Regions from separate parts of the Mus musculus genome. Here regions 1, 2, 3, 4, 5 and 6 are each linked to region 7. A link is a contact called in public HiChIP or PLAC-seq and promoter capture Hi-C data. All regions are on one chromosome and are shown on one strand. The core of a region is the stretch at or near the end of the contact, and the rest is flanking DNA. Distances in the headings are between cores, read along the strand shown. Region 1 holds the start of 4930556I23Rik (a long non-coding RNA gene). Region 2 holds the start of Ptpn18 (protein tyrosine phosphatase, non-receptor type 18). Region 3 overlaps Fam168b (family with sequence similarity 168, member B). Region 4 holds the start of Mrpl30 (mitochondrial ribosomal protein L30). Region 5 overlaps 4930568A12Rik (a long non-coding RNA gene). Region 6 holds the start of Amer3 (APC membrane recruitment 3). Region 7 holds the start of Arid5a (AT rich interactive domain 5A (MRF1-like)).

Region 1 (2,700 bases), core at 164-2,663, 1.3 Mb after region 7:
ACATCCACTGAAATGCACACTGGATATGGGTGACCGTTATCTCATGTAAATTCCTTCTCAAAAAAAGGGGGGGGGGACTACATTAAAAAAACACTGCTCAACATGGCAAAATGATTCAATAACACAAACTCCAATCATAGGAAGAAATATATATATGTGTGTGTGTATGTGTAAATATATATATCTGTGTGCGCGTGCATGAGTGTGTGCCAAAGTATTTGGAAATAAAAGCCAGTCTCATACCCAAGTTCTGATGGGACAGTGAGATTCCTCTCTGTAGCCCTTCCTTGAGGTTCAGTTTTGACCCCTGCCTCTGGGTCACAGCAGGCTTTGCAGGGGTCATCAGGAAAGATTTGCTCCGGACGAAGTCACCCTGCTTCACAGACTCCTACGGAGACACAAAATGACAGGTGCTGCCCAAGGATAACAGACTCAGAGTGGGTAAATACTCCAAGTGTCTTAGCTACAAAATGTCTCTTCCAAGATGCACCCTGCTGCTGGCACTTTCTGGAAAGGGGCTCTGTGCACCGGCATCACCCACCAAAATGCCAGAGCTGACTTGTGCCAGCCTCCTGCAGCCCACGTGTGCATGGTGGCTCCTTGCTTGCCTGGACAGCCCAGTCTCAGCCCCAGATGGTATAGAGCGAGGACTCTATGTGAAAGCCGTAGGGAATGGTTTTATGATACACACTATATGGCAGCAGCTGAAATGGGCTAACATTTCGCACTGTAATTTCCCCTCCTCAATGCTACATACAGGTCTTCAGCTGTGTAGACACAACTGAGGATTGCATTAGCAGGAAGGGAAGCAGGTCCTATTGCAGCGCAGGCTCCCTTTCCTAGACAGCAGAACCCCATTTATTGTACTGGTTAGCAGAGGGTGCATCAGCACAGTTGTTGGGGTTGGTGAGAGCTGTTTTCAGTTGAATACAACATGCAACTCCAGGTTTTGGCTGTGCAGCCCCAGGTGAGGGAAAAGGGAAGCCAGCAGGCAGCAGCCAGAGCAGGCTTCATTTATCATCACACAAGGGGCTGAGGTGGAGCTGGTGACCATATTAGCGTGTGTCTGAAGGGAGCCGTTGTTTTAACTGTCTTCAATTTTTTTCCAGAGGCTGAGCTGCGTTGCCTAGGAGGCCAGAGCAGCCTCGGGCGCCACTGCATTTCTACCAGCCCACACAGGCAAAGAGGCAGCTAGCTCCATCACGGGGTCCACAAGCTGACGTACTGCCTTTGCGCATGTCAGCCATCACGGTAGGCACGGCATCTCTGTGATGTTCATGCAGGACCTCTGTGAGCACAGCGGTACCTGCTCCCACCACACCCTCACAAGATCGCTGCCCTCCTCACCCCACCCCCACCCCGAACGCCACAGAAAAAGAGTGGTAACCTGGGCTCTCTCGGCCACCTTGGCTTGCTTCCCAGTTTCTGTCTTTAGGATCCTCGACCCAGGTTTCTCTTCCTGGTTGACGGGCAGGTCTGGGGCTCCTCTTCTCTTCTGCCGGGCCATGGTGATCCAGGGTGGGGTGGGTTGCCCATCAGCCCCAGGACCTGTAGCCGCAGGAGGCTGACCCTTTTCTGTGATAAAGGCCAAGAAGGAGCAATGTTAGGCAGATAGTCCCACTCTCCCCTTCAGTCCCACCCACAGCTTCTCTCCCATACAAGGTGTGTTATATTGCTTTGCTTGGTTCAGGGGGCTGAGGAGTGGTAGGATTGAGGAGTAGAGTCTCAGAGAGACCCCCACTTCCCATTCCCCCCTGAGCCAAAGCCTCTCTTCAGCAAACTTCATTTTTTTTTTTCTTCTATAGATGTCTCAAATAGATTACCTCCTCTGGTCTGAGCCGCCAAAACCACAAGATGCAGCTGCCACCCCAACCTGTGCACTTTGGAGCTAATTTCTACCAGGGCCTTCTCTCTGGGAGGAGCTGGAATGTATGCACAGATAGGATGCCTTTGATAAGAGTCTACATTTGGGACCAGCCACCCGCCCCCACTCCGGATTTACTTGACGCGCTAAAAACATTCCCTTTGTGGGACGTGATGCCATTTCTACAACCATCTGTCTTCACCTGACACAGGAAGTTGGGGCCTGCATGGTTAACACCGGCTGTTTTTCTTCTCCTGCTCTACATTCTTTTAAAGGGCCCTCTTTGCCCTCTCCTGCCATTTCTTCACTTAGTGACCAGGAGCTCCCGCAGAACTCTTCCTGTGTCTCACCCTCACTCCCATCCCTATCCCAGAGGCAGCTACTCTCTTCGAAACAGACGGAACATTTTCTCAGGGTTTGAACTTTATTTTCTTGGCTAACAACATATTCCTCGAACAGTTCTGATAAGATTAAATTCACAACCCGAGGAACTTGCCATTCCAGTTTGAAATCAGAGCAGAGAAGTAGCTTGTTGAAGGCCAGGCCAGCCTCTCTCACCTCCTCAAAGCTCAGTGCTGGGTACTGAGCACTCTGTCACCTCTTAGCCCAAAGGCACAAGACATAGTTCTGGTAAATTCTTTATAACCTGCACTTGGATAATTTCATCTGAGCCAAAAGATACATTTTTAAAATGAGCATAAAGAGGGCTGGGGGGCCCAGGGAGGAGGGCTGGGGGGCCCAGGGAGGAGGGCTGGGGGGCCCAGGGAGGAGTGCCGGCTGCTCTGCCTGAGCACCTGAGGTTGAGTCCCAGCATCCACATGTGGCTCACAACCATC
Region 2 (2,700 bases), core at 193-2,692, 1.8 Mb before region 7:
GGCTTTTAAAGATGCTATCCATTCCTTCATTTAAACACTGTGATGACCAAGTTGACAGCCTTTTACCAATGATCCCACTCATCTTCCAGTGACTTAAAGCACTTCTTTTTTTGGTTTTTCGAGACAGGATTTCTCTGTATAGCCCTGGGTGTCCTGGAACTCACTCTGTGGACCAGGCTGCCCTCGAACTCAGAAATCCACCTGCTTCTGCCTCCCAAGTGCTGGGGTTAAAGGCGTGTGCCACCACCGCTCCGCTCAGCATGCTTAAAGCACTTTCAATTCGCCTTAGCCCTACTTTTGCACACGACCCCAAACGGATCTCCTCAGAGCCCTCCCTCAACAGAGAGTTGGCAATGCTTGAAATTCTTTGGTTCCCTTGCAGGTGGTGCTACTCCATCTGCTGAAGCCTGTTTTGGAAAGAACCCCCTTTTATTTTCTTTTGTGTGTAGGGAGATACACCCTCACTATAGAGCCTGTGTAGTTGTCCAAGGACAACACTCTGGAGTCGATTTTCTCCTTCCACCATGTGGGTCCTAGGTATCAAATCCAGGTTGTCATGTTTATTTAGTGGCAAGGCATTTACCTACTGAACCATTCCACCATCATTAAAACATTTTCCTTTCTCTCTCTCTCTCTCTCTCTCTCTCTCTCCCTTCCTTCCTTCCTTCCTTTCTTCCATTTTTTTTTTTAACTTTGAGACAGGATTTCATCACAAGCTAACTTTGAATTCACAATGTAAGCTAGGGTGACCTTGACTTTCTGATTTTCTTGCCTCCACCTTGTGAATGCTGGGACAGGCACTCTACCAATTCAGCTACAAACCTTAGCACGGCTCTTCTCCAGTCTTTAGTCTCCAGGACCCCAGGAGCTTCAGCATAAGATCTTCTTCAAACTCCTGAAGGGGGACGGAGTGAGTGTTGAGACCACTTTTCCTCCCAATGCCTCTCTAGTCTCTTCCTCCCTGAGGGGTATGGGTTAAGATCCACAAGTTAGGACTGAATCCTGGTGTCCCCGCTTTTCCAGCAGGTTCCAAAAGTGAAATCACACCCCCTACCCTCAGAAATAGGCCTTTTCCCAGAGCAAAGTGCAGGGAATATATTTATTCGAAGTCCCCGACCTCTCTCATATTCCGCTGTCGCACGACTGTGAACCTCAGCGCTCGCAGGACTCCGGAGCAACCTTGGGAACCCGGCCTGCGAGATTGAGAGCGCAGCCATCCCCCTGGAAAGGCCAATGGGACTGAGCGTTCCGTGCGGACTCCACCAGCTTCACGGCAGCCGAAGCACCCGAGGCGCCAGTGGGGAATTGCGGGACCCGCAGCTACTTGGACGGCCAGTTCGGCTGCGGTGGCAGCCAGCACCTATGGGCGGGACGAACGGAGTGAACTCCTAGTGCCATTGGCCGAGGAGCCTGCCAATTACCGGTCTTCATTGGCTGCTGGAATGGAGGCCCCACCTCGCAGTGGCTAAATTCTCGGAGTCGGATCACTCCTTGTGGGAGACCTCAGAGCGGGTCGCAGCATGAGTCGCCATACGGACTTGGTGAGGAGCTTCTTGGAGCAGCTGGAGGCCCGGGACTACCGGGAGGGGGCAATCCTCGCTCGTGAGTTCAGCGTGAGTGACACTCCAGCCATCAAGCTTCGCAGCCAGGCGCTCCCCACGGCTGTCCACCTGTGCAATATGAAAGCTCTGCCTTTTCCTCTCAGCTCCCGGGGCGTCTCCTCCCTCCTGCTCTCGGCTTTCCTCTTCCCGCACTTCTCTCACCCTGACTCTCCCAGCCTTCCGCACTTTGCCCACAGGTGCCCAGAGGGTGAAGACGGCTACTGTTTAGGAGGAGCCAGACACACTCAGGTGTCGGTGTCGAGCTCCCGGTGCAATCTTCTCCCTAGCGGGGCCGTGGCTTCCGCCGTGGAGGGAGGCAACACACCTGCGCTGGACTCGAGTCCCCAACCCGGGCCACTCCTGGGTCACCTTGTAATCCCAGGGAGGAAGTGGTTTGGGGCAGCAGAAAGAGGAACGAGGAAACTTGTAGCCTAGCCTAGGTTTCGCGTTACCAGTCTATCCTAGGGCTTTTCAGAACTGTGGCCCTGGGAGCTCTGACTTCATTTTCACCTGTTTTGAATTGTGAATGATAAAAGACAAGCCGGTTTGAAAATTAGGTGGTTTGGGTAGATGCACCTAGCACGCGTTGGGTATTCACTGGCTATATTAACTGTATGCACCTGCCTTTAACATGGTTTACAAAGGTTGTAAACGTTACCTCGGGCCAATCAAGCTTGTGAGAGCTACTGCCACTCAACAGCCATGGCACACAACATGTAATGACGTATTTTAAATAGAGTGACATGATCCAAATACGTAATACACTATCTCAAACTTAGAAATGTAAATGACAATGATATAAAAATAAGTGTGACATTAAATGATCACTTACAGCCTGGCATGGTGGCACATGCCTGTAATTCTAGCAGTTGGTAGCCTAAAACCGGGGGATAACCATGAGTTCAAGGCCAGCCTGAATTACATAATTTTGTGACCACTCTGGAATACTCTGGAGATTGTTTCAAAGAATGAAAAAGATAGTTTACACAGGCCAATATGTAAACCAGTAACAGTGAAACTCTGGTGGTGGTGCATGCCTTTAATCCTAGCACTTGGAGGCAGGGAAAGGAAGGTTACTGTAAGTCTGAGGTCAGTCTGG
Region 3 (2,700 bases), core at 130-2,629, 1.5 Mb before region 7:
CCTTGAAGAGGAAGAGAAGACTCCTGCAATTCCACAGTCAATCAACACTGCAGTGCTATTTCCTTTCAAGTAGTTGGTCATACAATAAGCTTTTTTCTGTTTAAGCAAGCCTGGAATCTCATTTCAGAGATATATTTCTGGATTTAAAACATATGTTTTATTTTCATTTCTTGTTAAATACCTTTCATAAACAAGTATCAATGCCAGATAAGCACTGTGATAGCCAGCTTAATGGAACTGTTACCTGCTCTAAGATGCATCTGTATTTGTGTTTGCCTAATTACTTGCTGCAGTGTATCTCTCTTTGTCTTTTAAAAACATGCTCTGGCAGGGCATGGTGGTACAGCCTTTAATTCCAGCAGAGCCTTTAACTCTGGAGAGGTGGAGTTAGGAAGATCTCTGTGAGTTTGAGTCTAGGCTAGCCTACACAGTGAGCTCCAGGCTAGCCAGGGCTACAGTAATCACTAATCAGTTACTTTTTCCTGAGGCTTTCAGATCATCAGTGCACCCGAGGCATTCAGTGGGACAGGGGCAGGAGGACTAAGTGCCAGGCCTGCTCAAAGTCTGATCAAGATCCTCCCACAATATTGACAGTTCCAAGGACGAGATCACCATTCCCAACAATGTCACCAATCACCAAGAGTTAAGCCTTCACTAGTTCAGTTCCCATTAAGTCTACGAGCATGAAAAGCCTACTCTGAATGCATCTGTCTGCAGACCACATTTGTTCAAAATAAATGGATCTCCATTTAGATCATGGAAGAGGATATATCACCAAAGCCACCACAAGTCCCAAGGTTCTCAGACTCCTGTGACACATTTACAACTGCATTAAGAAAGGGGGCTGGAGAGATGGCTCAGGGGAAAAGAGCACTCACTGTTCTTCGGTCAGCCCTGGCACCCACATGGCAACTCACAGTCACCTCTAACTCCAGTTCCAGGGGATCTGGTGCCTTCTTCTGACCTCTGCCAGCCCAAAACTCACAACGTTATACAGGCAAACACTCATACACATACAAAAAAAAAAAACCCCACAGTATTGTGAACGTGCCCAAGAAGCCCTGCAGACGGCTTCCTCTAAGCTCGATCATATCAAGAAAGCAGCAGAACTATAGGGAAGTCCCCTCCTCCCTGGGCCCTGTGAAAGGGAGACAGCTTTTCAAGGACCCATCAAAGAAGAGTGCACGGCTCTGATTTACATCAGGCGCCAACACACCAAATGATGGGACACCAAAGCCTTCCAAGTTATTCCTGCGTTAGCCAAATTCGGAGAAGCATCTTTATTCCAAGTCTCTTGACAACACCAACACAGATAACCTGGCACTACAAAGCCACAAGACAGCTAAGAGGCCTGGTCGAGGCTGCACCCTGGCCACTGTTCCTGTTACTGCTTACCTCAGCTTTCACAGTCAAGGATCCAGCTGAAACGTACTTCAATTTAACCCAGAGCTATACAAGCTAAAAGTGAAATGCTCAGAGAAAATAAAAATAGATCTTCAAACAAAGTCTGTAAAAATAAAATTACTAAGTGCCTTAAAAATGGAGTCAGTGACTGACACAGAGTTTAAGATGCACACACTCTCTCTCCTTCTGGAGGATGCTGTGGGGTCTGAACCCATGGCCTTGCCCAAGCTGGCGACTTCTCCATCACTGACCTTGTCCAAAGCTCTTGTTCTGCTTTGTTTTTACTCATTATTGACTTAAATTTTAATTGTTGCATGTCAACCCCTGGAACTGCAGTTATAGGTTGTTATGAGCTGCCCCACATGGGTGCTAGGGCCTAAATTTACAACGGTAGCAGCTGCTCTCAACTCCTAAGCCATATCTCCATCCCCATTCACATAAAAAGATATGAAACTGAGTCTAAGATGTGCAGGCTAGCCTTGAACTCACCCTGTAGTTCAGGCAGACCTTGAACATATATATGATTCTCCTGTATCAGCCTCCAGAGTACCTGGAAGGAGCAGGTCTATGCCACTATGCCCAGAAGCAGAACCCTTTACCAGACAGTCAAATGACAAACTAACACATGAAAAGATGATCAATGTTACTGTCAAGACAGTTGAAATCAATGGGAAATCTTTAGATACCCACTAATACAGCTAGGATGGAAAGACTACTCATACTAGAGTTGCCTAGGACACAGAGGACTAGAACTAATAAACACACACCCAGAGGAACAGAGATTGTGGTCACTCTGGAAGGCTGTTTGTGGCAGACTCTTACCTGCCCTAAATCAGCTTCTTCACCCCTTTGTAGTTACTCAACACAATGAAAGCACATACCCATAGAGTTGTAACACCCAGAAAACTTCATTTGCTAAATGAATTTTTAAATACAAACTCCCAAACTCAAGCAGTATAAATGCCATTAGCTGACCAACAAATAAGCAATTGATGTTTTCCATACAGAGGGCACAAGCTAACAACAGAAGGGAGGAAGGAGGAACAGGTACTACCACAAGAGAGTCCAAGTACTTAGGCCCAGTAAAAGACGGCAGTCCAAAAATGACCCAGTACCTTCTGTGTGATTCCATTTACCAAAAAAATTAGAAACCACAACTCATCTATAACAAGAGAAAACACATGTATGATTCTTTGACAGAACCAAATTTGCCCAAACAGGTATGTTCCCTGCCACCTGTGATAGATGTACACTTCACAGCAGAAATGATCAAATGCACATTATGGGCAGTGTGTT
Region 4 (2,700 bases), core at 146-2,645, 1.6 Mb after region 7:
AGGAAAAATAAATAGATAGATAGATAGATAGATAGATACACCCCAGTGCTGAGAGTGGGCTGTGAGTTCCCCCCAAACAATACAGGATTGCCCCTGCTTTTGGATGTCCATCAAAACTCATTCATAAGACCCTATTGCTAAAGATGCCACATGCCTTGACCACAGGTCGAGAACAAACTGGAGCTGGTTGAAAGCGTCCTCCTTGTTGGATAGTACCACGGTGTTGGATGGTGCTACTCAAGCTGCTGGGGGAGAAATGTCTTACTCAGCCACTCCCTCTGTTAAAACCAACCATCTGGGAAAGATGAGCCCATTGGCGCAATCGTGGTAAATGTGGTACCCAACTGCTTTCTGATTGGATGTGAAGTCTGCTTGACAAGAGGGACTCTCATCTGGTACTTTATACCTAACTAAAAATCAAGACTGTGGCGGTCCTAGGCCCTAGGGGCCGTACTACTACTGCTGTAGTTTTATTAAATCAACATGATGTATCTGCCAAACTGCCCTCTACCTCATTATGTTTATGCCCATAGAGCAGTGCTGTAGTCCACATGGTCAGAGAAGCCTCTTCCACCAGTACCGGGTAGTGACTGCAGAGACTGACAACTGGTTGGTGCACATAGAATAAATGGCCGTGGAATGCACCCCCATCTTGAGAATGAATATATAATCATTGATGGAGGAGGGAGAGACAATTTAGTCAGTGCTGTAGTCGCTGGTAACGTGCACATAGCTCTGTAAACAAACTTCCACCCTAGTGAAACTCAATGGATCATAGTTGGGGTGAGGGCAGGAAGGTGAGCCAGAGGAAGGAGAAAAATCATGTCACAAACTGACAACAACGAAGAATAAAATTGATTCAAACGCAAGACCTATCAAGCCTTATAGATTATATTTGGTTATGCCTCTTATGGTCCTTAGCGATAACATCGGTCTATTGCAAAGGCCACCACCTCCGTTGTCCTGCAGATTATCAGAATATAACTCCTGAATTTGAATGCTTCCTGGTAGTTAGTAAGTTTCGTTTTCTTAAGTTTCCGCTCAGTCCCAGACAGAGCGGAAACCGAAACTCGCTCACCTTTCAGAACCTGCAAGAGCATGTCAATCCCCTCCTGGTAACACACCAGAGCCTGCTGGTACCGGGACTCTGCATCCAGCTCTACTGCCCGCTTTAGTACCGCCACCGCCGCAGTGCTATCGGAATCCTGTCCCAGGCTGGACTTAGCCATCACTGTGACAACTCCTGGGCACCGCCAGCAAATTCCAAGAGCTGACCCACTGCGCTTCCAGGAAGCGCACGCGTGACGCCGCTGCGCCTGCGCTGTCTTCTATGGCGCGTTGTGAATGGGCCGGGACAAAAAAAAAAAAAAACCTTTCCCGGAACCAAAGAACCGTACGGTCTGTGACGGCAACGGCGTGGTTTGAATGTTGCACTGGGTCCACCTGCCTCTGTTCCTCTCCTTCCGGCTGCGGGGACGTTCGGAGTGGACACAGCGGTCGCCGGTGAGTGCGGTCGTGGGAGCTAGAGGCTCTCTCTGCAGTTACGAAATGACTTTCTTTCTGTTTCGAGTTGGAGGTCCCGCAGACCTATTTCTTGATCTTCTGAAAGCAGCCAGGTTGTCACTTTATTCGAGTCGTGCTGCGACGCGCGTGTCTCTGAGAGTCTCACTCGTGTAGATCTAGGTCCGAGCCATCCAAGCGTCAGTGAAATTTATTATTTTTTTTTAAGAAGGCAAAACTTGCTTAATTTTAAGATGTTGCGATTTTAGAGTGCTGAGTTTTTGGAGTTGCTGTTTATTAAAGACAGTGATTTTGCAGGCCCCTGTGATTGTCACTTGTTAAAGCAGCTGCTTTTGGTGGCTGAGAGGCCGTTATGACGGCTGCCTACTACCTTTACGTCCTGGGAATTCGAAGAAGAGAGACATTTGTTGATTTCAGAGAACGCGGTTGATTGCACGGGAAATTCAGTGTTCTGTATTTTCAGGAATGTTCACTCCTCGTTATAGATATATACCTTGACCCTTTAGAAAGAGAAATTAATTAAAGAACCACTTACGAGCTGGTGTTGTAGTTTAGGGGTAAAGAGCTGTTTACGTGCATAACCATTGTAAAAAAGCAAAACAACAACAAAACTCCAGCAAACCTTTCGGGGTGAGGGAGAGGAAAAATGGTTTTGGCAGCCTTTTGTTTTTCTGTGTATACTCATATATTAACATATTAGAAAATAGAAATAGGTTATATATCCCATGTGATAAATGGTATTTTTCAGTTTATTTTTATGTGTATGGGTGTTTTGCCTGTCATATCTACACCATGTGCGTGTAGTGCCCATGGAGGCCAGAAGATAGTCAGATCCCCTGGAACTAGATAGAGTTAAAAAAACATTTGTAAGCTTCCAGGTGGTCACCGGGAATTAAATGTGGGACCTCTGGAAGAGCAGCCAGTGCTCATAACTGCTGAGCCATGTCTCCAGCCCCATTTTTCTGGTATTTGCAACAGTACAGAGGAAAGTTGTTGTACAGTAGATGGCAGTATAATTGCTTCAAGGTCCAAAAGCTACGCACATAAGAATAATGCCTACTGTATTGAAATGAGTTGCAGCTCAGAGCACTTATATTCTGTATGCAAGGCTATGGGTTCAATCCCCAGTACCTTCCCTCACCAAAAGGAAAAACAACAACAACAAAAAGCAGTTTTGAT
Region 5 (2,700 bases), core at 138-2,637, 1.8 Mb before region 7:
CTGGGGGAACCAGGGTATAGACTGTGATTTTTCCGATGAAAGATTTGTCAGATTTGTCAGATTTGTCCGTTCATCCCCTGTGTCAGATTTGTCCGTCCATCCCCTGTGTGATCCCTACTTAGAACATTTGTCTGTCTGGCACCTTAAAATTGTAAGTGATAGCTGGGCGGTGGTGGCGCACGCCTTTAACCCCAGCACTTGGGAGGCAGAGACAGGCAGATTTCTGAGTTCAAGGCCAGCCTGGTCTACAAAGTGAGTTCCAGGACAGCCAGGGCTACACAGAGAAACCCTGTCTCGAAAAAAAAACCAAATTAAAAAAAAATTGTGTGTGACACACACACACACACACACACACACACACACACACACATTCAGCAAGCAGTACTTGACTGCATTATTTTTGGAACTCACTCTGTAGACCAGGCTAGTCTTGAACTCACAGAGATCTGGCTGTCCCCTGCCTCCTGAGTGCTAGGATTAAAGGTGTGTACCACCACCATTCAGCATTCAGACATTTAAAATATATGTGTTATGAATATTTTCCTCCATGAACCTATATCCATGGGAGACTCTGCATCATTTTATAGAATGATGCCTATCAATTATAATTTAAACAAAACAAGTAGAAACACAAATAGCCAAATTAATGCTTGAAAATGTGTTCAACATCCTTAGCTATCAGGGAACTGCAAATTAACACTCCTTTGCGAGTTTGTCTTGTCTCAGGCAGAATGTCCAGCATCAAGAAAACAAAGTGCGGGTGAGGATGTGGGGGAAAGAGGACTCTATGTCCAACATGGGTGGGAATGTAAACTTGTGTGGCCTCTATGGAAATCAGGCCGGAAGCTCCTTAACAGATTGAAAATAGAACTGCCAAATGCCCCAGCTATACCATTCTTGGGTGCAAACCTGAAGGACTCTTAGTTGACATGTTATGGATACTTGAGCATTCATGCTTGTAGATATACAGGGTACTGTAGCCAGAAATTAGAGCAGCAAAGAGATCCATCAACAGATGAATGGATTTTTAAAAATGTGGTACATATGCACAATAGAGTCCAATGCAGCCGTGGGGAAAAGTTAAGGCATGACATTTGCAGGGTGTGATTGTGACTGGAACCTATTACGATACTCAAATGAAGCCAGACTCAGAAAGGAAGTAGCCACATCTATGTCGTTTGTGGTGCTTACATTTAAAATGGTGTGAGTGTGTGTGTGTGTGTGTGTGTGTGTGTGTGTGTGTGTGTGTGTGTGTGTGTGGTTAAAGGCATGTGTCACTTCCCCGGAACACTTATCAGTTTTTAAAACTTGAAAAGCACCATGTTTTCTAGATACCGAGTACAGGAAGAGGAAGCAATAAATGGTCACCGAAGTGTCAAGTGCCAAGACATCAGTGCAAAAGGGCAGAAAGCAAACAGAGGACTGACTTAGGTCTGACCAGCCGAAGGAGAGACAGGGTAGTGGGGCTTCTTCTAGGGTTTGCACCAAAAAGGAGCATTACCATAGAGTGCCTGCTCCTCGGGGTCACAAAACCCAAAGCTGACGGTGTTAGACCCAAGGGAAAAACATTTCCATGACTGTCTGATTAAGTAAGCTTTATTTAGATCGGCCACATGGCTGCCTTCCCCTAAGTCGGAGTTTCAGAGAACAGCCCCTCACTGGCTGCTTTATAGGGAAGGGTTAGAGCTGATAGAGAACAGCTGTTGGGATGATTGGCTGTTAGCACCTAGCCAGAAAGAGCAGGAGCACAGGGGGCTCAAGGCTGTTTGTGGGGTAGATAGAGCAGGAATACATCGGGTGGAATGGGAGCCACCATGAGTGTCCAGGAATTTAGCAAGGCAATGGGGGTGGGCATCCATTATGGGGTTACAGGTTCAGCATAGGTTGAAAACAGTTTGCAGGGTTTCTTAGGTTTAGGAAACAGAAGCTGAGTCTTGGAAGGTGTGGAGTGTTAGTAACAATGTATAACAATGTGGCTCCTGTTTTGTTTTCAGTGAGTCTAAGCACATGTGCTAACCACTTTTCTGGTTGTGGTGGTCAAATTGCTGTCAAGGAGCAGTTTAAGGGAATAAGGGTATTTGGGCTCAGGGCTTCAGGGTCCATAGTCCACCCTGGTGGGAAAGGCATGTCAGCAGGAGCGCTGAGGCAGCTGGCCTTTGCTATGGCCTCGTTATTAAGAAGCTGACAGAGATGAACACTGGTACTCAGCTCACTTTCTCGTTCCTTTAAGTCCATGCCCATGAGGTCGGCTGCCCACATTCAGGATGGGTCTTTCCTTCTCTCATATGCACACACCACACATACATACATGTGAATGAAAAAGAGGCATGTACTCACAGGGCGTGGTGGTGCACAATTATCCTTGAACCCTAGGATGCTGAGGCAGGATGCTGAGATCTAGATTGAAGCCCATCTGTCTCGAATACATAGAAACATTTCTGAGTGAAGAAACAAAGAAGTGTAATTCTCTCCCCCCCCCCCTCAGGTTTCTCAGTCCTAGCTATCCTGGAACTGTAAACCAGGTTAGCCTAGAAGTCAGAGATTTGTCTGCCTCTGCCTTTGAATTAAAGGTGTGCCACATCACCTGGCTGCATGTAACTTCTTTTAAGCTAGGGACTTAACTCAGAGTCTCCCATGATACACTTGTACTCTACCAATGAACAACACTCCCCAAACACATGACAAGTACCCACTGTTTAA
Region 6 (2,700 bases), core at 158-2,657, 1.7 Mb before region 7:
ATCCACATAAAATCCAGGTACCACAGTGCAGGTCAGGAACCCCATGGTTCTGTGAGTGTGTGTGTGTGTGTGTGTGTGTGTGTGTGTGTGTGTGTGTTCGAGTGTGTGTTTGTGTGTGTGTGTGTGGTGGTGGGGAGTGTTGGGCAAAAAGAAGATCAGATGATCCTTGGTCAATTAGACCTACCAGACCTACTAAATGATGAGCTTCCCGTCCAGGGTTCAGCAAAAGACTCTCTCCAGAGACATTAACAAAGTAAAACCGTTGAGGCAGACACTCAACCTTTGGCCTCCACAGGCCTATGCCACGCATGCGCATGTGCACACATCCACACAGGGCACACACACACACACACCACACTTAGTGGGAGGTTTGTGTAGAAAGAAGATTCAACCGTGTAGCTCCCCTAGAAATGGGTCATCTCCCTGGCTGGCAGAGAGAAGTTTCAACTGGTTAAGGCTTGCCAAAGCACTGCAGATCAAAAGGTTGGAAAAACCTTGAGTGCGGGACTTTTTAGATGTAGGACAGAGAGGGAGCCTTCTGGCTCAAAGAAGTGCGTGGTCTTTGTCAGTCACCACCCCTCTTATTCCCTGGTTCTCAGCCTAATCCTAACTGGCTCCTTTGCAACTGCTCTTCAGCCTGCTCACACTTGTGACTAGCCCCTTGTTGAGATCAGCCTTTCCCAAACAGAAGCAGTTAGGCTTCCCATCCTTGGCTCCACCCCGGCAGGAGACAAGACCGCCTAAACGCTAGCGGAGTTTCTTTACCCTTTATCCCCACCTGCCAGCTCAGCCCTGGACACTGGACCAGCCTGGGGGGCCCTCGTCCTCAGTTCTGCGGGAGGGGTTCCCCAAATCGTTTCTGTTTGATCTTCAAGACTGCGGCAGGGGGATAGCATCAGCAGACCACACAGTAAGTGCGTGGAAAGGAAATGTCTCTTTTAATTTATGATTTTCTTCCTCCCCACATTGACTTGCTCATTCTTCCAAGCCTTAGAATCCTGAATCTTCAGTAAGACTGCTAGAGAGGCTGTGTGTGACATCGTCTTTTGGAAAGAGCTGGAGTCAGCGGGTCCTGGACCTGCGGGATTCAGGAGGGCGGGGGACCCACACCTGTAGTCTCCGGGTATACGGGGACCCCCGGACTGAGGACCAAAGGGGTTTAGGGATGCAAAACCCACAGCATTATGGGAGCAGCTAGGTGGGCAGAGGGAGAGAGCTAGAACAAAGCCAGCAATTCTGTGTGGCGGCGGCGCAGTGGCGGCTAAGTCTCCTCGCTCCTCCGCTACTCGCCAGCGTCCTCCGGTCACCGCCCTCCCAAGCGCGGCGGAGCCGAGGCTGGTGGTGCGCGCGGGTGCCCGGAGGCCCGCCCCCAACGGCGGCGCGGAACCTGGAGCTGGCCGTGGTGCTGACGCGAGGCTCGGGCGCGCACTCGTTCCTGGCTCGGGCACGGCCGCGCCCTGCGACACTCCCCAGCCCCGGCGGTAAGTGGCTGAGGCCCCGAGAGGCTGCGTTGGTCCCTGCCTCGCTGGTCCTCATCGGGAGCTAGGGGGGACCGGGAAATGTTTGAATGCATTCTCTGTGATGGGTGGGAGAGTGAAGGGGCCCTAGATGGGCACTGCCTCCACTCCGCGGCGCCCAGAGAGGATGCGCGGGGCCTGGAGCTGAGCTCAGTGACTGGGTTAGGTTTAGGTTAGGGAATGCGAAAAACCCTGTCACCGCGACGAGGGGTCTGGGGAAGAACAAGTAAGATTATAGTGGTCCATCTGTCCATTTGGCAGAGCTCTCTAGGAGGACGTGGGCCAGGACCCTCACCCATAGGGCCCATTGTCTCCCCAGTGTGGGAGTGGGTGGTTCTCGCTGCAGATTCTATTTCTGCTTTATTACCATCCCCACCCCCATCCCAGAACACGAGAGCTTTTCCATGTCACTTGGGCCTTCACCACACCAGCAACAAGGCACTCTGCCACAGAGACAAACTACTGCCCCCTAGCCTTTGCTACCTCCTCCCCAACACCAATGAAGTCGCTGGGCAAGGTACCTCATCTAGGGCTGCTCTTCTTTAAATATGACACCTCTTCATACTTAACAGCCCGCTGTGACCTGCTAGGGTTTGGGGGAGGGGAGGGGCGAGCATTTCAAATGCTAAAACTACAGGCCATGTGGTCACTTGTTTTTCTTCTTAATTTTGCTCTATAAGATTTTTTTCCATACTAAAAGAAAAGAAGGTACAGAATTACATTCGGGGGGGGGGAGGGGTTAGAAAATCCGAGATAACTGATCAAAAAATTGTCACTATATGGAAAAAATAGAGAGGTCGCTTCGTGAAGTGTTAATTTTGTAGTAAACTCCTGTCCTGGTGTGCTGAGAGTCAGAAGCAGACACGAACATCTCCATGATCGCCTTTCTGCTGATCTCTGATGTAGTTTCAGATTCACATTCCTTTCCCCCCATTCTCTCTTGTCCCAAGTTTCCACTTTCACCTGTAGCTCCTCACACTCCGTCCAGGGTCCTTGGGTCAGCTATGGCCTCCTGACTGATCTCCTGGCCTGTTCCCATTGCTCTTTCAGTCACCGCTGCATCCATGTTTATATGTCTCTTTTCCTTGGGGCCTTTTGCAGGGTGTGTCCACTGTCTAGAATGCACTTTCTGTGTCTCCTTGGTCTTCTGCTGTCTTTTAGGTTTTCACATCCTTGAAAGAGA
Region 7 (2,700 bases), core at 182-2,681:
GGTTGCCCGAGACAGGTGTTGACTTGCTGAGGCTTTGCACAAACAGCACTGCCTGAGAGTGAGCTCTCCTGCCTGGACGGTAGGATCCTCCTTTTCAGAGGTCGGATTAGCTGTGGCTTTGAAAGGTAGTGAGTGCCTCATTGATAGATGTATCCAATCCAGGAGGTAGTGGATGGTCTATACTGCAACACTGAAGGCAGCGTGCAGATCTCCATACCTAACCTGGCACTGTAGCTAACCCAACCAATCGACCCTTACCAAATGAACACAGTGACTAGAAGCCTGTGAAGTTTCCAGGTGGTATCTCTTGGTAGATTGCATCTCTGCTAGAGTCTTGGATCTCTTGGGGTGGACTGGGGTTTGTAATCTTGGATGTGGGAGGCACTGTTACAATCATTGTTCTGCTCGTTATTCTGAGCAGTTAATAAATATCAACCACAATATTGCCTGTTACCAGATCGGCAAGCACTGGTTTATTACAATTATCCACCAAGCTCACTGGTGTCTGCTCCAGGCTGAGCTTGCAGATCTGCCATTCCAGAGCTTATGGATAAAGCCCAGAGGGTCAAAGTCATCAAATGCAGACTGTCCATTTGTTCAGTGTGAAGGGGAACACTAAAATGTTGGGGGCTAACTATGAAGCCTTCCTCTGTGCCCCAATTCTCTAGCCCTACCACCGACCAGTAATATGAGCTAATTAATCACCCAGGCCTGTTTTGCTCTATATAATGAAGATAATGATGGTATGAAATGCACCGAGCTGTATGAGTATTATAGTTAATCAACAGAATTTGATTCCGGGGATACTAACTACATAATAGGAACAGAGTTCGAGTTCAAGCTAATAAGGCTTTCTGCTTTTAAATCTCAAGTTTTAGCGTCATCTTCTATAACCCACACGGGTCCAAATGACTGTTCTCTCTACTAATCTTGTCCACATTCACCCTCAACTCGTTCACTTCCTCTTTGCACGGTCCATCTTGTGGCTTTCACTCAGTCTACATGACATATGTAGACATGGGCATTTTGGGCATTAGGCCTGGACCACAGACTTTCTAGATTGGCCTCTGGTAGGCTAACAGTACTTACTGTGTAAAGTTGGAAAGGATGGAACCGGCCAGGACCACTTCAGGTAAAAGCCAGAAGCACTTTATTTAACCCCACCCAGTCTTTGGCAAGCTACAAAGAGCGGGCAGTTTTTCTAAGACTCTAGTTTTGCCTCTAGGGAAACCAACAGACATGCGACAGCAGTTGATTCTTGAGTTTCTTACATCAGCCCCTAGCTGCAAAGTGGGCGCACACTACAACTCCCAGACGTCCTCGGGTCTAAGGGGGCGGAGTCTGCTCCGCTCTAGAAAATAGGATTCACCAATGGGCGCCCAGAGCGCTGGGGGGGGGCGGGTCCATGGGCGGGTCCGCGGGGGAGGAGGCAGTCGAGCGGCGCCGGTAGTCAGTCGCGCCGAGAGCGCTGGGACAGGACGGCTGTGCGTGTAGAGGGTCTCTGCATAGCGACGCGCGCTCTCGCTGGGCCATGGGTAAGCGGCTGGCGGGCGGCGCCGGGGTCAGAGGGCTGGGGTCCCAGAGCGATCGTGGCTCTCAGGGTAACCCGAATGTCTGCGTGCTCTCTTCTCGTGGAAAGTCGGGGCGGCCAGGGGCTTCCCAGGCGTTTATCTCGAAACTCTCCTCTCCGAGTCTGGACTGAAATTCACTGAGCCGCCCACACTTCCTGCTGCGGTTTCAATCTCGAGCTGCTCTGGGCCCATTTGTTGTGACAGCTGTCAGCAGCAGCTTCTCGGCCGCGGGCCCCTCCCTGCCCCGTGCCAGCCCAGCGCTTCGCTTCTCAGAAACCGAGGCGCCCGGGCCGCGCGCAGCGCTTCCCACTGCGGCCGCGATTCCTGAAAGTGACTGCGCGGGTTTTGAAGAAATTGCTCAATGCGCTTTGAAGAATCAACGGTTCCTCTTTTCTGCCAAGGGACATGCTGATGGTTTGACGGTCACACGCTTCAGATCCCCTGCTCCTTCTCTCTTCTCTTTCCTTTTTCTTTTTGTTTCTTTTTCTTTCCAACCCCCAGCAGGAAAGACGGTTTCTTTTTACCCGCCTGATCTTCTGAGTTTCCCTCTTTTCCCTCGGGTCTCTTCAAAGGGACAGGGTGATGGCCCTGGACTGGGGGTGTTTAGTGGACCGAGGGCAGAAGCTCAGGCTGCCAGAGTGCGACGAACAAGTTTGGCTTTGCTCTTATTGCGAACTAGGGGCACAACCACACCACCGATCTGTGGCCCTTTGCACTCACTACCCAGGCGTTGCTCCCTGGCCGGGGTCACATCCCACACCTAACCCACAGGCACAGTGGGGCCAACCGTAGGCCGGGAAGGCCTCAAATTAATCCCAAATTGTGCTGCTCAGGCTGTATCCCCTAGTTTGCAGAGTCTTTCATTTCAGATGAGTGTAACAGGTGCTCCTTGCCCCGCCCCGCGGGCACTGCTGGGAATTGATGCAAATCTAAGGATCTCAGTGTCTAAAGAGGATGGATGCCTGGGCAGGGGAGGGTGAGGAATGTTAAGCTAGAGGGTCTGTCTCTACAGCAGTTAGTGTCCTAAATGACTGCTTGGCCTAGAACTTGAAGTGACAGAGGCAGAATGGCCTAGAATTATATACCCCACCCCGTCTTCTATTACAGAGAAACTGAGGCATAGAGACAG

Evidence for each region. Promoter capture Hi-C pulls out the DNA fragments that hold promoters and counts their contacts. HiChIP or PLAC-seq counts read pairs in DNA pulled down with a chosen protein or histone mark. Capture Hi-C pulls out chosen DNA fragments and counts their contacts.
Region 1: an HNF4G HiChIP or PLAC-seq map of pancreatic cancer cells shows a contact between it and region 7. The contact joins the promoter of 4930556I23Rik here to the promoter of Arid5a in region 7. A contact is called at or near these places in 2 of 39 promoter capture datasets (liver and pre-B cells) and 1 of 115 datasets of contacts at active chromatin or transcription factors (pancreatic cancer cells).
Region 2: a contact with region 7 is called in a promoter capture Hi-C map of pre-B cells, with 7 times the contacts expected there. The contact joins the promoter of Ptpn18 here to the promoter of Arid5a in region 7. A contact is called at or near these places in 5 of 39 promoter capture datasets (the C10 cell line, cranial neural crest, embryonic stem cells and 2 more) and 1 of 115 datasets of contacts at active chromatin or transcription factors (large pre-B cells).
Region 3: an H3K27ac HiChIP or PLAC-seq map of thymic regulatory T cells shows a contact between it and region 7, with 6 times the contacts expected there. The contact joins the enhancer-like site here to the promoter of Arid5a in region 7. A contact is called at or near these places in 3 of 39 promoter capture datasets (the 3T3-L1 cell line, embryonic stem cells and second pharyngeal arch cranial neural crest), 1 of 484 Hi-C or Micro-C datasets (cortical neurons), 5 of 115 datasets of contacts at active chromatin or transcription factors (acute myeloid leukemia, astrocytes, embryonic stem cells and 2 more) and 1 of 9 other capture datasets (macrophages).
Region 4: a contact with region 7 is called in a promoter capture Hi-C map of adipose tissue, with 3 times the contacts expected there. The contact joins the promoter of Mrpl30 here to the promoter of Arid5a in region 7. A contact is called at or near these places in 1 of 484 Hi-C or Micro-C datasets (CD4 T cells) and 1 of 9 other capture datasets (adipose tissue).
Region 5: an H3K4me3 HiChIP or PLAC-seq map of pro-B cells shows a contact between it and region 7, with 7 times the contacts expected there. The contact joins the enhancer-like site here to the promoter of Arid5a in region 7. A contact is called at or near these places in 3 of 39 promoter capture datasets (the C10 cell line, hippocampal neurons and pre-B cells) and 2 of 115 datasets of contacts at active chromatin or transcription factors (embryonic stem cells and pro-B cells).
Region 6: a contact with region 7 is called in a promoter capture Hi-C map of embryonic stem cells, with 5 times the contacts expected there. The contact joins the promoter of Amer3 here to the promoter of Arid5a in region 7. A contact is called at or near these places in 2 of 39 promoter capture datasets (embryonic stem cells and hippocampal neurons) and 1 of 115 datasets of contacts at active chromatin or transcription factors (astrocytes).

What each region holds. Positions count from the first base shown.
Region 1 is chr1:37,613,094-37,615,793 of GRCm38.p6, forward strand. It overlaps 4930556I23Rik (a long non-coding RNA gene), which reads left to right and starts at 1,414. Exons shown (of 2, transcript XR_373329.1): 1 at 1,414-1,474; 2 at 1,806-2,280. Cracdl (capping protein inhibiting regulator of actin like) reads right to left here. Exons shown (of 10, transcript NM_028096.1): 8 at 1,388-1,575; 9 at 244-388.
Region 2 is chr1:34,458,304-34,461,003 of GRCm38.p6, forward strand. It overlaps Ptpn18 (protein tyrosine phosphatase, non-receptor type 18), which reads left to right and starts at 1,443. Exons shown (of 15, transcript NM_011206.2): 1 at 1,443-1,613. The coding sequence starts at 1,521. It overlaps Gm32504 (a long non-coding RNA gene), which reads right to left. Exons shown (of 4, transcript XR_373299.3): 1 at 1,456-2,700; 2 at 1,118-1,360; 3 at 1-961.
Region 3 is chr1:34,825,027-34,827,726 of GRCm38.p6, forward strand. All of the region lies in intron 3 of Fam168b (family with sequence similarity 168, member B), which reads right to left. Among named protein-coding and RNA genes, the nearest start is that of Fam168b, 17 kb to the right of the region's middle. Within about 2 kb of position 1,380, at least 11 of the 459 cell types and tissues checked have an H3K27ac peak or open chromatin away from gene starts, as enhancers often do. A contact at or near this core is called in thymic regulatory T cells, where this site is marked.
Region 4 is chr1:37,889,082-37,891,781 of GRCm38.p6, forward strand. Mrpl30 (mitochondrial ribosomal protein L30) reads left to right here and starts at 1,396. Exons shown (of 6, transcript NM_027098.3): 1 at 1,396-1,503. It overlaps Mitd1 (MIT, microtubule interacting and transport, domain containing 1), which reads right to left and starts at 1,330. Exons shown (of 7, transcript NM_026913.3): 1 at 1,079-1,330. The coding sequence starts at 1,229.
Region 5 is chr1:34,477,819-34,480,518 of GRCm38.p6, forward strand. 4930568A12Rik (a long non-coding RNA gene) reads right to left here. Exons shown (of 6, transcript XR_865327.2): 5 at 2,338-2,417. Among named protein-coding and RNA genes, the nearest start is that of Gm32566, 5.2 kb to the right of the region's middle. Within about 2 kb of position 1,388, at least 63 of the 459 cell types and tissues checked have an H3K27ac peak or open chromatin away from gene starts, as enhancers often do. A contact at or near this core is called in pre-B cells and pro-B cells, where this site is marked.
Region 6 is chr1:34,578,286-34,580,985 of GRCm38.p6, forward strand. It overlaps Amer3 (APC membrane recruitment 3), which reads left to right and starts at 1,408. Exons shown (of 2, transcript NM_213727.2): 1 at 1,408-1,481.
Region 7 is chr1:36,306,302-36,309,001 of GRCm38.p6, forward strand. It overlaps Arid5a (AT rich interactive domain 5A (MRF1-like)), which reads left to right and starts at 1,432. Exons shown (of 7, transcript NM_001172205.1): 1 at 1,432-1,535. The coding sequence starts at 1,532.